2 separate regions of the Mus musculus genome follow, and region 1 is linked to region 2. Evidence: chromatin contacts called from public HiCAR-type data. All regions are on one chromosome and are shown on one strand. The core of a region is the stretch at or near the end of the contact, and the rest is flanking DNA. Distances in the headings are between cores, read along the strand shown. Region 1 holds the start of Smap1 (small ArfGAP 1). Region 2 holds the start of B3gat2 (beta-1,3-glucuronyltransferase 2 (glucuronosyltransferase S)).

The links. HiCAR-type assays count read pairs that join an accessible place to other places.
Region 1: a HiCAR-type map of astrocytes shows a contact between it and region 2, with 2.3 times the contacts expected there. The contact joins the promoter of Smap1 here to the promoter of B3gat2 in region 2. A contact is called at or near these places in 2 of 39 promoter capture datasets (embryonic stem cells and pre-B cells), 4 of 484 Hi-C or Micro-C datasets (cerebellum, cortical neurons and embryonic stem cells), 1 of 115 datasets of contacts at active chromatin or transcription factors (astrocytes) and 2 of 9 other capture datasets (adipose tissue and pancreatic islet).

What each region holds. Positions count from the first base shown.
Region 1 is chr1:23,920,783-23,924,439 of GRCm38.p6, forward strand. Smap1 (small ArfGAP 1) reads right to left here and starts at 1,599. Exons shown (of 10, transcript NM_028534.3): 1 at 1,256-1,599. The coding sequence starts at 1,373.
Region 2 is chr1:23,760,252-23,763,497 of GRCm38.p6, forward strand. B3gat2 (beta-1,3-glucuronyltransferase 2 (glucuronosyltransferase S)) reads left to right here and starts at 1,675. Exons shown (of 4, transcript NM_172124.2): 1 at 1,675-2,977. The coding sequence starts at 2,384.

The sequences.
Region 1 (3,657 bases), core at 349-2,848, 160 kb after region 2:
AAATAAATATTACTACAAAAATCAGGCATGCCTTTTCTTTTAAATGCCTTGCCTAAGGATTACATGGGATAACCTCACAGTCAAGTTACTATAATGCTGTAAAGTGCTTCATAAAAATCCCAATTAAAGTGTGTACATGTGATTTCGCCCAGTAAGGAAGTAGCTGTTATGACAGAGAGATGATGCTGATGTTATGAGACTTAATTTATTCACATATAACCCAGCCTACTGCAATGGACTCTTTTGCTCAGTGTTGAGAGAAAACAGTAAAAACTCTAGAAAAGTAGTTAAATAATGCAGAAATCTTAATCCTCGCTCACAATGGCTGTCTCTGCTCCCAGCAACTACCTATTTCCCAGAGAAAAATCAAATGTACATTTTCCTAACTACATAGAAGTAGGATTTTTAAATCTCCATTACTCTCCATGATATTACTTACATTAGAAATAAACCACATCTCCAAACAAAAACTATCAGCTAAAAATAATTTATCTATTTCAAAGGCTCAAGCAGAAACCTCCACCTGAACTAAAAATAGTGGGGTTTTTTTTTCTTCTTCTTCTTCTCAGTATCTTAAAATGCACCTTCCACATTTATGAAGTGGACAGACCAGTGTCCACAAATTCGCCAATGGGTCGTCTGGGGGAATCTAACGACTGAACTCTTTATGAACATAACACACTTTCCTTAGGACACTATAACATCCAGAATAAGAGAGTGTGAGTGTGTGTGTGTGTGTGTGTGTGTGTGTGTGTTATACATAGTATACACAAATAATGAAAACCCTATCTCGATTATGTTATGCAGTGACATCTCAAACCACCCCAAAACACTGTTCTTTTTCAGAAACAGAAGTAAACGCCCTGTGCAAGAGCTGTCAGGTGGGCAGGCAGGTAGGGCTCCATCTGGGACACCGCACCACTGGGGAAAGGGAGGACGACGCGATCTCGTGGGAGGAAGGGAGGGTCGCCAAGAGGACAGGGACCTAAGGGCGACTCCACCCACGGAGTCGCTGAGGCTGAGGCAGGAGGGCTCCCACAGCCCTATCAGCACCGCCCAGCCGGCGGCCCAAGGCGGTGGCAGCGGCGCGACGCCGGCTCCGAGCCGGAGGCTGAGGCCGCGACCTCCGTGCTAGCCGAGAGCCAGAGGCCGCCCGCCCTCCCGGGAGAGCCGGCGCGGACGAGACGCCGCGGAGGGTGGGAAGGTCACAGCCGCAGGAGGCCCCGGCCGAGCGGCCACCAAGCCCGCGCGCTACCTTTGGCCTCGCAGTCGGCGCAGTACTTGTTGTCCTCCTCCCTCAGCAGTTTGGACAGGATGAGCTGGTGCTGCTCGTTCAGCTTCTGAGCCTTCTCCCGACAGGAGCGTGTCGCCATGTCGGCGGCGGGGCGGCGGGCCCGGACGCGGGCGAGCGGACGGGCGGACGGCGCTGGCGAGGCCGGGCGGGCGAGGGCACCTGACGCCGCTGGGGCCGCGGACGGACTCGGCCCAGGAAGCGGCGGCAGCGGCGGTGGCGGCGGCGGCTGGAACCGGAGGAGGGGCGGCGGCGGCCGAGCCAGCGCCGACGTGTCCCGCCTCCTCGCCGGGCCCGCCGCACGCTCCGCCCGAGCCGGCGAGGGGCGGGGCGGGAAGAGCCGCCGCTTCCGGGAGGACGCAGCGCTGGGCGCTGCGCATGCGCCCAGCTGCCCGCGTGCCGGGAGACTCCCAAGGTGATTCCAGAGAAGCGTCTGACGCTCCCCGGGGCGAGATTCCCCACTCTTGACACCTGATCGTCGCTTGAAGCCTCTAGAGACCTGAAAGTGGAAGAATTTTTTTTTTTTACCGGGAAGCGACTTTCACAGTCTTTGCATTTTTCACAGTCTTTGCATTTGTGTACACAGCACTGGAAATGTCCAAATTATAGTTATATATATATAGTTATAATGGGTAGATGCATCCCATGTGTGTGCATCGGGAGTTTGGAAACGGTATACTAGAAGCGGATGGAATGAAATGGGGCTAAAAGTGTCTTACGTTTTAGAGGAAAATAGACATGTTTGGGGGGGAGAGGTAACGTAATAAACCCTACCTCCCTCAACAATATTGATAATCTCATATACAGGAAAATGAGGCAAAACAGTCAAGTCACTTGGCCATGCTACAAGTGGAAGAGTTAAAACCAGGCAATATACCCCGCCTAGGAAGAGGGAAAGTGATCAAAAAGTGAATTATTAAAGGGATGTCACTTTAAGAAATTGTGTGCTGCTAGGATCCCTTCCCTGGGAGAAACTTAAGCCTGTTCCTTCTCGTAAGATCCTAAAGACAAACTTAGGTATAATTCCAACAAAGTTCACCCAGGAGAACCAATGAGCTTATTAGGCTTAAAGAGCAACTGGTAAGGGGTATGGATAGGAGCATAGATGACCTTAGAATAGCCACACTGGAAGGTCTGCACATAGCAAGGATGATGGTCCTTAGGAACCTGACATGGAATTCCCTCCCTCCATCTTCCCCCAGGTATATCCTCTAGCCCCTCCCTGAGACCAGATACAAGCAGGGCAGAACCACATACAACAGTGACTGAATAGTGTGGTAGGGGTTCCCTTCCATAAGTCTCCATATACCCTCCCTATGGTGGAACATAAATAGTCAACAGGCCCAGCTGTGATGGTCCTTTGCAAGAAGGCCAAGCACAAGGCTTCTGAAACTGACAGTGTGTTTCAGAAGATGTTCCTACATAACACAATGTAAACGACATTCTTCCCTGCAAGGAAAGACAGTTTTAAAAAGGAAGACATTCTCGATGATAGCCCATCAGGTTTACTAAGGTTGAACTCAGTGAAACAGTTGGAGTGATTCGGCTTGCTGTGTAGTAAGTATGAGCAATACTATGTGTGGGCCTTATGTAAGTAGAATAAACATAGCCCTGGCCTGAGGTAGGAGAGATGCTAAGAATGGCAGGAAGCAGGATTCTCTGTGATACGCTCTACCTATCCCTCTTGGGCTTAAGATTCCAAAGACATAAAAGCGGATCATGGCAGGGAAGCATTGGCAGAGAGCAGAAGACACAGTCACTGGAGCAGAAGCTGGAGGCTATCTTGGAAGCAGAGCATGCTGGGAACACAGAAAGGCTTTACAACTCAAACCTTACACATGTGACATACTGCCTCGGCAAGGCCATGCCTCCTAAACTTACCCAAACAGTGTCACTAACTAGGGACCAATTATGCAAACATCTCAGCCTATGGGAGATAGTCTCATCAAACCACCACATTATGACAACAAGATGAGGCAGGAAACACCGAAAATGTAGTTTAGCAACCTGGAAGAGAGAGAGAGAGAGAGAGAGAGAGAGAGAGACTCCCTTTAAAAACAAAAGTTATTAATTCCTTAAGAGTTTCATACATACAATGCATTTTTATTGTATCTCCCACCACATACTCCTCCTCTACAACCCTATCTCAACCTAATGTCCTCTGATCTGAGGGGTGTGTGTGTGTGTGTGTGTGTTGCGGTTTTGAGGTTTGAGGTCACTAGATCGTTTTTTTTTTTTTTTTTTTTTTTTTTTTTTTTTTTGCACTGCCCACATATTCGTGGCTGTGGTGCTCTCCACTAGAACAGAGGTTCTTAACCTTCCTAGTAAAGCAACCCTTGAATATATTTCCTCATGTTGTGATGACC
Region 2 (3,246 bases), core at 425-2,924:
GAACTCACTATTAGATGTCTGTATCTAAGTGTAACAAGGCCCCTAGTAGGCACCTAGACCTTAACACAACTGCCTCGGCGGAAGCACCGTTCAGGGTATAAAGCTCAGCATGTAGACCGTACCACCTGCCAAAACGGAAACAAAGGCCCAATCCATCAAAGTCCATATAGTCACGGGAAGTCTCAAAATGCACTAACCTTGCTTTTTACCTTTTGTAGTTCCGATTCTGACGCACTGTTCTTGTTAACTGAAGTATGTCAACCCAGAACGTGGCTTTTGTTGTTTAGGTTTGGTTTTTTGTTTTGTTTTATTTTTTTGTTTTTTGGTGTTGTTGTTGTTGTTGTTTGCTTAAACGCTCACCCTGAGAAAGCCTCAGCGCTACCTTGGGATTCAAACACCCAATGTAGTCACCGGCTGGCTAATAAATGCTTTATATATTTGCTTCAACCCAAGTCGGAGCAGTCTTCTCTAGTGACTACCCCACAACATAAGAGAGTAGTTGTGAAAATTCACAGGTGCGCAGTGCCAGACACCGAACCCAAGATGCAGGACACAGCCACGTGAAGGTGGAGGATCTGCCCCAGCGTGCTGCTTGTTCCTCAGGAACATAGTCAAAAGGATTTTCATGCGACAGAGAAAGTCGGGTTGCGGAGGAAAACGGAATCAGAAATGATTCATTGGGGGTGGGGGTGCTTTCCTCAGACTCCCTGGAATGTGCTTGGAATGAGAACAGCCTGGGGTTCGTTCGGCTAATAGATTCTCTATATATGAGAGGGTCTTCCAGGTATTTCCGCTTGCCATCCTCTGACCCACTTGATCTGATGGCATCACCTAGGAAGACCGGTCACTCACAGCCAGGCTGTGCTGATGATGTGCAGTGAAGAGGCAGTGGGTTCTATCCAGGACGCCCACGTTCTATTTCCACTAAGTCAGTTACCACTGACCTCAGGAAATTCCCTTAAGTCTCCATCTTCTGCTCCTTCATCCAGAAAATGAAGGTGATTCCACCTCCAAAGCCTCCTTGAAAGGATTACAGGGATGGTCCTGGGGGATAATTCCTGTGCCTGCAAACTGGGAAGGCTCCAACATGAACAAAAGCAAGTTACACATACTCAGCCGGAGTTGTCAAAATGTCCCCCACAGATCCAACTGTGGCCGAGCAGTTGCGATTGATTCCTTGGAATGGGCTGGCACACATGCCAGACACCTATGTGCGGCACCCCCTCCATCTCTGTGGGATTCTATTGATTTCTGCCTTTCAAGAGAAAGTGGTTCTCTTTGCTGAGGTTCTGTACACCAACCCTCAAGCCAGGGAAGGACCGCTTTGTCCCCTCCCTCTTTCTCCTTCTGCCCTCTTTAGGACTCCGGACTTGTCACACGTGAATGGGTTTCCTTGGCTGATCTCCAAAGACCCTGCAGCAGTTCAGTGAGCTGAACCCTGGGGCGATCTGAAAACAGCACCCACCACCTCCACACACACACACACACACACACACACACACACACACACACACCCCAGGCAGAGGTCGCGCAACCCAGCAGAGATCCTCCTCCCTCCCCCTGCCTCTGCCCGCAGGCAGCGCCTGGTGCCACCGGGCTCAGACCCCGCAGAGAGCCTTGGCCCTTCCCGCCTCCGCCCCGCAGCCCCTCTCCGCCAGTAGCAGCGCTGCTATCTTCCCACCGGAGCACTAGGAGGACGCCCGAGTCTGCAGCGCCCCCGCCCCCTCGCTTTTTCTTTCTTTCCCTGCTTTGGGATCTTGCTGTCTGGAGCCGGGAGAGGTTCCGAGAAGGAGAGAGCGGCACAGGTTTCTGCCGCGGCGCTCGAACGGGAGCTTAGGGACGCAGCATCCTCGGTGTCCACCCGGGATCGCAGCTGCACCGGCCGACATGTGACGGAGGAAAGCCCTCAGCATTCCCGGCAACCGCCTTCAAAGGGGTCCCGGAACGCTCGCCCAGGCCAGCAGCTGGATCCTCTTAGCCCTCAGCGACGCGGGACAGGAGCGGCAAGGTACAACGCCTGGTACGTTCCAGGCTCGCACTCGGGAAAAGAGCGCAGCGGGGACCGCCGCCTGGCTTGCACTCGGCACAACTCCGGGACCTGCGGAGTGCGGCTGGACCGTGTCCAGATTCCCGCCGACTTCATCCAGAGTGACCCAAGACCCTAGCCGGTCCTCCTGCACCCCCTGGAGTTCTAGCTTGCCCTGCATCTGCGCCGACCCCACAACGCCCAGGTCCCCGCAACGCCCCAGTCCGGAAGGGGAGCGCGCTTGCGGCTTCTCCCTGATTGCAGACGCTGCCGCTGTCCTAACTGCACACAGAGGTCCCCTACCCGGAGCCTAGTCCTTGCAGGGGGTGGTGTCCGAGACGCTGGGGAGCGCGCACCATGAAGTCCGCGCTGTGCAGCCGCTTCTTCATCCTCCTGCCCTGGATCCTGATTGTCATCATCATGTTGGACGTGGACCCCCGCAGGCCCGCGCCCCAACTCACTTCCCGTCCCTACTTCTCTCCCCATGCAGTGGGCTGCGGGGGCTCCCGAGTCCCGCTCCGACGGAGTAGCCCCGGGCGTGACGCTGCCGAGAAGCGGAACGAGTCTCGGCCTCAGCTGCAGCCGGAGCCGCGCTTGCCCACCATCTATGCCATCACACCCACCTACAGTCGCCCGGTGCAGAAAGCCGAGCTCACTCGCCTGGCCAACACCTTCCGCCAGGTGGCGCAGTTGCACTGGATCCTGGTGGAGGACCGGGCGACGCGCAGCGAGCTGGTGAGCAGCTTCCTAGCTCGGGCCGGCCTGCCCAACACGCACCTGCATGTGCCCACGCCGCGGCGCTACAAGCGACCGTGGCTGCCGCGCGCCACCGAACAGCGCAACGCGGGCCTCGCCTGGCTGCGCCAGAGGCATCAGCATCAGAGCGCGCAACCCGGCGTGCTCTTCTTCGCCGACGATGACAACACGTACAGTCTGGAGCTCTTCCAGGAGGTAGTGGTCCAGCGCCGATGGTGGGGTGTAGGGTGTGTGTGGGGGGGAGGGGGGACAAGGGGCGGTTGGGCCCCGAAGGTCTGCATGCCCTTTGTGCTTCCTGTACACTTTTGAGTTCTCAGTCCCTTCGAGCACGCATCCCGCACTCGGCGTGGAGCAGCTGAAGATGGGCAGTCCACAGCCTCTTCGGCTGGCTGCGGTGGGTGGAGAAGGGGTGTTGGTGGGTGGAGAAGTCTGCCCCGAGGTGTCTTGCCCTGTCCGGGATTGTG